Linked DNA regions of Zea mays: region 2 is linked to region 1. Evidence: chromatin contacts called from public Hi-C data. All regions are on one chromosome and are shown on one strand. The core of a region is the stretch at or near the end of the contact, and the rest is flanking DNA. Distances in the headings are between cores, read along the strand shown.

Region 1 (3,956 bases), core at 1,025-3,524:
AATGTAGCGTTAATGGTTATCTAATTGTATTAAGATACAATATACCTATCTACTTGATACTGAGATCTAGGACAGATGAACAAAATGCAACAGGCCTCACCGAAGTCCATAAATTATATTCAAACTAAGAAAATATCATCCAATTGTCAAGAGAAGTCACTATCGGCCTAATTGGTTCACCAGCTGCGTGCAGCCAGCTCGTGCGCGACCAGGCCGGCTAGAGACGGTTATTTTGGGCGTACGAGTAGATGCAGACAAATGACTTCAAAATAATTTATTTTGCATTTCATTCGTGCAACCAGCGCCTCCCACATACAGGTAACCAAACACATATTTAGAAAAAGTCAATGCACGCAGTGGCTCATGATGAGACTATGCGGGGAACCAATCGGGATGTATATGTATAAGAAATGTGCATGTGTTATTAAGAATCACAAATAAAATGCTAATGCATGTATTGTAAAAATCTACATGGTTTGATGTTAATTACAGGCACAAATGTAATGTTACAAGTCACAATTCCATTTTGCCCATACATAATACCATGAGGACATCTCGAGCAACCCAGAAAATACAGGCACATAGAAACAAAAATGATTGCTCATGATGTAGAGGGAGATCTATATCCACAAATGGACTTACCATTACAGGAACTTTGAAAAATCATAAACTACTGCACTAAATTGCCTAAAAGTAATTCTTTTAAAAGAAAAAAAAGTATATGCGCTTTGTAAGAATGTTCTAGGAAATTTGGCAAGTAGTTTGTATTGTTTAAGAATTAGGATCAACAAGCCTTTCACATTAGTTCAAGGTGAAAGCAATGAATTCAATTTCCTTCTGCTCACAAACAAACAACAGAGCAACGCCATATGCATTTAAGACTAGATTGGATCAACTAAGACTATATCATCCATTCATCCTGCCCAACAGCACAACCTAATATCAATGTAGGTTGGTTATGCTAGATCATAAATCACCAAGCCTCAACACACCGCACGTGAGACAGCTTCGATTCTTCAACAATGAGCTTGATCCTCTGCCCCACCCCCGGTAATTGCCCAGCCTTCAAATTAATCTAGTCCACGAAGAAGGGGGGTTCGCCTCAAATGATCGTTGTCGAGTCACATCCACTAACGTAACATCTTCGACTTCACATTATAAAACCCCACCTCCACCCTCATACCAAAAGCTGAGAAGCGAAAGCGTCAATCGAAGGCGACGTCAAGGCCAAGACGAACTTTCATGGTGATGACTTCAGAAAGGGAGTGACGTCTGGTACGCCACCGTCGCTTGTCCGAAATAGACCGGGCTTTCACCCATGGAATATAGTGGTAGAGAATGTGACGGCATCAACAAGGGAAGCGGCACCCACAGACATCACCTATCTAGGCTTGTCAGCATGCACACTATGCCCTAGTAAAGGTCTGTGTTCCTAGTTAATTAGTTATCAACAGACTTGATGTCAGGGCGCTTGGGCATGAAGGCCACACTGGGGTTGACGAGCACTCGCACACGATCCGGCCACGGTAGTGTAACGTCCCGGTGGCTGAAGTCCGGCGATCACCTGAGACACGCCGGAGTTCAGGACCAATAGCTAAGAACAGAATACAGAATAGAAGCGAAGAGAACAGATAGAACAAGGTATGTGGGAAACTGATTCGGTTATTCTGTTATTGTCCCCTCAAATCTCCTGTGGTTAGGGTTTATATACTACCCTTAATCCACCGACCTAAACTCTGGCCCAAATACGGCCCATAAGGGAAAGTATTACATTTGCAAAATAGCAATACAAATCAACTAGTAGAGTCTTTAGAGGGTGTTTGGTTTCTAGTGAATAATTTTTAGTCCCTCTATTTTATTCTATTTTAGTCTCTAAATTGTTAAATACGGAAACTAAAACTCTATTTTAGTTTCCGTATTTAGTAATTTAGAGACTAAAATGGAATAAAATAGAGGGACTAAAAATTAGTCCCAAAAACCAAACACACCCTAGTCACTGGCGACACCTCCGTCGTGACAATACCCCCTCCTGAAGATATGGCTGAATTAGGAAACCTTGACTTGAGCACATTATAGTCTTCCCAAGATGACATCTCCGGAGGAAGTCCTGTCCATTTGATTAGGACTTGAGTTATTGCTGAAGATCCCTTGCGCACCAGCCTCCTATCCAGAATACTTTCAGGTTCAGCCGTTCAGGCACCACATCTTCAGAGAAAGCAGCTAGAGGAATTTCTGAGAACATCGGAGCATAATTTGGAGTATGCTGCTTGAGCTGAGACACGTGGAAAACTGGGTGTATAGCAGCTGTATCTGGAAGAAGCAGCTTGTAGTCAGACGATCCCAACTTGTCCACTATTTTGAAGGGCCCAAAATATTTAAAGGATAGTTTGGCAAGGCCGGGAGGCAACCGAAGTCTGAGCAAAAGGTTGCAATTTCAGATAGACCATCTCTCCAATTTGAAACTGTCGGAAGGATCGATTAGTATCTGCGTAGAATTTCATCTTACTCTGTGCTGCAGCCAAGTTAGCTTTAATGACCTCCAAAAAGTCTTGACGTTGCTACAAAGTAAGCTGGGCATCCGATGGATTGGAGGTATGCTGAACCTGGAGGTTACCAAGGATGGGCTCCACTCCATATAGAGCCTTAAATGGGGAGCATTTCAAAGAGGAGTGGTAACATGTGTTATACCACAAGCTCAGCCGAATCTATCCATTTGGACCACTGTGATGGAGAGTTGTGAACAGCACACCTCAAAAACATCTCTAAACATTGATTAATACGTTCAGTCTGACCATCCGTTTGAGGGTGGTATGCTGAGCTTAGGTGCAGTTTGGTGCCTGAGAGTTTGAACAACTCCAGCCAAAAGTTGCTTGTGTCCTGCACGTTCGAGAAAAAAAAGGTGCTTGTGAAGACCTTATCTCGATCAGAAACTATAGAGGTAGGAAATCCATGTACCTTGACCACTTAGAAAATAAGAGTTGAGCTATACGATGAGCTGTAAAAGGGTATTTGACAGGTATGAAGTGAGCATACTTAGTCAACCTGTCCACCATAACTAGAATTATTGAAAACCCATTAGACTTTGGAAGGCCCTCTATAAAATCCACAGATAAATCTTGCTAACAATTTTGAGGGATGGGCAAAGGCTGTAACAACCCTGGATACTTGCAATTCTCATGTTTAGCTTGTTGACAAATGTTGCATTGCCTGACAAACTGCTCAACGTCTGTCTTGAGCCCAGTCCAATAGAATAACTTCTTCAGCCTCTGATAAGTTGCTTGTATGCCAGAGTGTCCACCCAAGGGTGAGGAATGGAATGTTGTGATGAACTTTGAATGTAGGCCAACATTCTGCCCAACCACAAGTCTGCTGTTTTTATAAATCAGGCCATTGTTCAGAGTATACCCCTGCTGATTTGGACTTGTCACTACTAACCCCCTTAGTAAATGCTGAGCTTGTGGGTCCAACTCATAAGAGTTTGCTATCTCTTGAAGCCAAACAGGAGTACTTGCAGAAATAGCAGATAACTCTAAAGATTGAGCTACTCTAGAGAGTGCATCAGCAGCTTTGTTTTCAAAGCCTTTTTTATACTGAACTGAAAATTGTAGACCATCCATCTTTGCCATTGCTTTCTTCTGCATTTCAGTGGCCAAAGTCTGGTCCTAAAGACGGTTCAAACTCTTGTGACCAGTTCTGATAATGAATGGCCCCCTTTGCAAGTAACACCTCCACTTTTCCACAACCATTAGTATTGCTAGAAATTCCCTCTCATAGGTTGACAATTTGCTGTTTGTAACCCTAGAACTTTGGTATAGAAGGCAACAGGGTGACCCTTTTGTGATAGCACAACCCCTATACCACTATCGCAGGCATCTGTCTCAATAACAAATGTCTCAGCAAAATCAGGCAAAGCAAGCACTGGAGTGGACACCAGTGTAGCTTTCAAAGCATCAAAG
Region 2 (3,956 bases), core at 1,004-3,503, 140 kb after region 1:
CATGACTTTGTTTGCAATTTTATAATTTTCCATCAGAGTGGCATGAATATTCTATATCACTTTGACCATTTGGTTCTTGGGCTTCAATGGACTTGTAGTAGTACTAGTAGTTGCTCGGTTTCGGGAGAAACTTCCTTTTAGAGTATAGGAACTAGTAGCAGGTGATGCAAATCTATCACAATCATCTCCACCATAACATCCATAGCAACCTCTTCTTCATCATTCCCTCCAAACACTTCACCGGGTGTGCATGCACTAGATCCATCCACAACAATGGCACCAAACATTTCATGTAACAATTCTTCATGCTCTGGTGGACCTTTATTTGTTTCCAGTTTGAATGGCCCTACATGTATGTAAAAGAATGGTTAGTTAAACTGAACTCAATAAGAAAACATTAAAAATAAGTAAGAAAATGGTGCGTACCTTTGTCAACCTATTCCAGTACTCACCAAATGGAGAATATGTTCCTAAGGTTGCATCCACCCAAGTCCAGTATTGTTATGCAGTTGTAACCAAAACCCATACAAGCCTTTAAGTAAATCTCATTTGTTCTTCAACTGCACTTTGAATTGATGCAACCCAGTTGCTATCTCATACTTCTCAGCTATGTTGTTGTAACCACGGGAAGTCATGATACCATTAGACCTATTCCCGGCATTGATTTCTTGGATGCATATTTCACAAAAAAAATGTTATCGAATGCCCAATATATCAGCTTTATCACAAACTTGTTTCTACTCATTCATATAACATACATGTAAATAAGGATTTAGAACACTAAATAATAACTACAAGTAATGCATGATGAAATAAAAAATCATTGTACAAGCAAATACCGTGTTGTTATGCATCATTTCTTCGACATCATCATCGTTGGTGGGCGTGGAGTTAAGGTTCAAATCCACATCAAGCAAATCAGATTGTGAGCTCGAAACGTAGCCATGCCCACATCCATGAACTAAACGAATAGATCCCTGTGAACCCTTTGAAGCTCGCTTTCCACGGCCACGCCCTATCCTCAGTAGTGGTAATTCATTTGCAACAACACCACCTAACATAAGAAAATAAAAAAATAGTCACAATTTTATCCAAGATCATATATATTTGAAGAATCTTTGAACAAGCACCAAACTGGAGACAATCTTTTCTAGATGCACAAATTGGAATGTGGTAGACAGGAGCAGAGGGCATCTGAGTGCTATGAGGTGTAAATAATGAATTGTTTTTCACTTGTGTAGTGCGTGAGAAACCAACCAAAAATCAACTGCATGAATGGTGCGTAATAAATACACGTAATCATGTTTCAATCGGCAAGCCATTTGTTGCTCTCGCGCTACATAAGATTAAAAGAAAATAACGAGTTCTTAGTAGTAGTAATTGGTGCAAGAATCACATGGACGAGTACTAGTCTGATTTAGGTTGTTCTAATTACAGCACCAGGTTCTAACTTTACATTGGATTTGTTTAGGTTTGACTATAATTGTGAGCCAATAGTGGTAGTACTAAATGTTGCTGTAGAAACTACAGCGTCTGGTTCCTTGTATCTGGTAGGTACAAGATCATATATCTCTGAAATACAATATACTTTGACTCTGAAATAGATCCAACACCAAAGCAGGTAGATGATACTCCCAACTGACGCAAGAGAAGTAGAACATTCATTTGAAACGTTACGCTACTTCAGTCCTAAAATGAAACATTCAATCAAATCTGTGTAATTGTATCTTATCCCCGGTTTTGTATCGTAGTTATCTCCTACACGAGATTTATGCATGAAGTAAACATTCCAAAACAGACCATGACTGACGGCAGCAGGGAATCATATACAGTTACTCCTTAAGCATAAGCTATACAAGTATGACGGCCTGTAATCAGTGGACGATATCAGGTGGTGATGGGAGCTAGTGCATACGAATAAAATTTAGTCGACGAAATCAGGTGATGGGAGCTGACAATTTAATGTAGTGATCAGGAGAATAAAATACAAAAGGAATAATTACATCCCTTATCATGAAATAGCAAACACTGACAGATAAAATACAGCTCGATGTACCTGTACGTGTTGTCCCTGTGCTGAACTCTAGGGAGGCTACGCCGCGTCCAACGCCGCTGGCTCCACCGCGCCGAGAACCAGTTGATCCGCGCCAAACACCATGCCCCAAGCCGATCAATCCACACCCATCAGCAGCAGTTCCACGCCCCTGGGATACACAACCACTGCCACTAATGCCACGCCCCAAGCCGTCGCCCACGTCTGGGCTCTCGCCGTCTCCTTCCTCCTCCGTGCTGACACGGTCTAGGCTCCAATCGAAGATCAGCTCGCGCCACGTCAACAAAATTTGGTGCTCCAAAGCTTCAAAAACGTTATCCTCGGTGTCGTTGGGATCCATAGTGGCCTGGAATTTGATGCTAGGGTTTGCAGGAGAGACATGAAGAGGTCGGGTCAGAAACTCCCTCTCCGAACAACCTTTGTCATCTTGCTTCTTCATACGATTTTTAGCACGTTCCAGGTGTTGCTTGATTAAATTCGACATCAACTGCCATTGCTGCAACCAACTTGCCATATCAGTGGATGCAATAACAGTTGTATCGGAGATGCCAAACTGACGCGGACGACAAGGGAGACAGACTGGTGGCCGAGTGAGGTATGTAATTGTACCAAAACTGCGCCACAGAAAGCCAGTAGCTCCACTGTGTAGGACATGCGTGCACAAAGCAATGAAAGAAAGTTTCCAAACTTTGGTTGGCCCGCTTAGTTTGCCCGTCAGATTGAGGGTGGTACACCAAGCTCATGCGAAGCTGAACATCAGGCAATCTGAAGAGTTCTTTCCATAGCTTGCAGAGAAAAATCTTGTCGCCATCAGACACAATAGATTGAGGAAGCCCATGGTGCTTATAAATGCGATCATGGAATAGCCGGGCTACTGTCAGAGCTGTGAACGGGTGTTTGAGCAGAAGGAAGTTGGCATATTTCGTAAACGAATCCACTACCACCAAGATGCAGTGCGAACGTGGTAGGGCCTCAGTAAAATCCATGGAATTAATTTGCCACAACGCAATAGGTACTGTCAACGGTTGGAGTAACCCTGGCAACTTTGTCCGATCAGCCTTAGCCTGTTGACAAAGCATACACTGACTGACGAAAGTGCTTACGAAGCTCTTCATGCCCTGCCAAGCAAACAAATGTTTGAGCCTGGCGTATGTGATTGGAAATCCTGAATGGCCACCCACAGCCGACGAATGGAAGGCTTCGACCAACTACGTTTGCAACACTTCACTAGCACCAATCCAAATACAGGCTTCGAGAGCTGGTTGGCGATTAACATTGTAGTACCTTTGATCTTGTCATAGGTGGTCTTGGGTGTAGTCGTGTGATGTGTCAAGGCAGTTGTAAACGTTGGTCGTAGCCTCTCTAGAGGTCAAGATCGGACTATATTTCCATTATCTAAAAAAATACAGGCTTCGACCAACTGCGTTTGCAACACTTCACTAGCGCCGATCCAAATACGCCCCTTGTATCAGAGAAGGCCATCTTGCCAAGAAAAGTGAGGCACAACTTGAGGATCAATGGCCAGTTTGGAAATCGTGTCTGCAACAGCCTTGTCATAGAAATCACCTCTTGAACCCACACTGGAGTGAAAGATGAAATAGTTGAACAAGAACTCTCCACCGATGGGTGTCTCGATAGGGCATTAGCAGCACTATTATCCACCCCCTTCTTGTAAACAATATGGTATTGAAGTCCCAAAAGCCAAATGAACATCTTTTTCTAACAAATGGTATGGAGGCGTTGTTCATCTAACTGAGACAAACTCCGGTGGTCAGTGCAGATAAGGAATTCTTTAAGCTGCAGATAATGGCGCCAATGGTCAACTGCCACTAGAATGACTATATATTCTTTCTCGTATGTTGAAAGACCTTGCAGTTTTGGACCCAAAGCTTTACTCAAATAT

Evidence for each region. Hi-C and Micro-C count contacts between places; a contact is called where the count stands out from the background.
Region 2: a contact with region 1 is called in a Hi-C map of root tip, with 8 times the contacts expected there. The contact joins two enhancer-like sites. A contact is called at or near these places in 13 of 25 Hi-C or Micro-C datasets (bundle sheath, ear, endosperm and 5 more).

What each region holds. Positions count from the first base shown.
Region 1 is chr8:92,885,242-92,889,197 of Zm-B73-REFERENCE-NAM-5.0, forward strand. No RefSeq gene overlaps it. Among protein-coding and RNA genes, the nearest start is that of LOC100276236, 41 kb to the left of the region's middle. Within about 2 kb of position 2,275, at least 2 of the 20 cell types and tissues checked have an H3K27ac peak or open chromatin away from gene starts, as enhancers often do.
Region 2 is chr8:93,021,543-93,025,498 of Zm-B73-REFERENCE-NAM-5.0, forward strand. No RefSeq gene overlaps it. Among protein-coding and RNA genes, the nearest start is that of LOC109941997, 24 kb to the left of the region's middle. Within about 2 kb of position 2,254, at least 3 of the 20 cell types and tissues checked have an H3K27ac peak or open chromatin away from gene starts, as enhancers often do.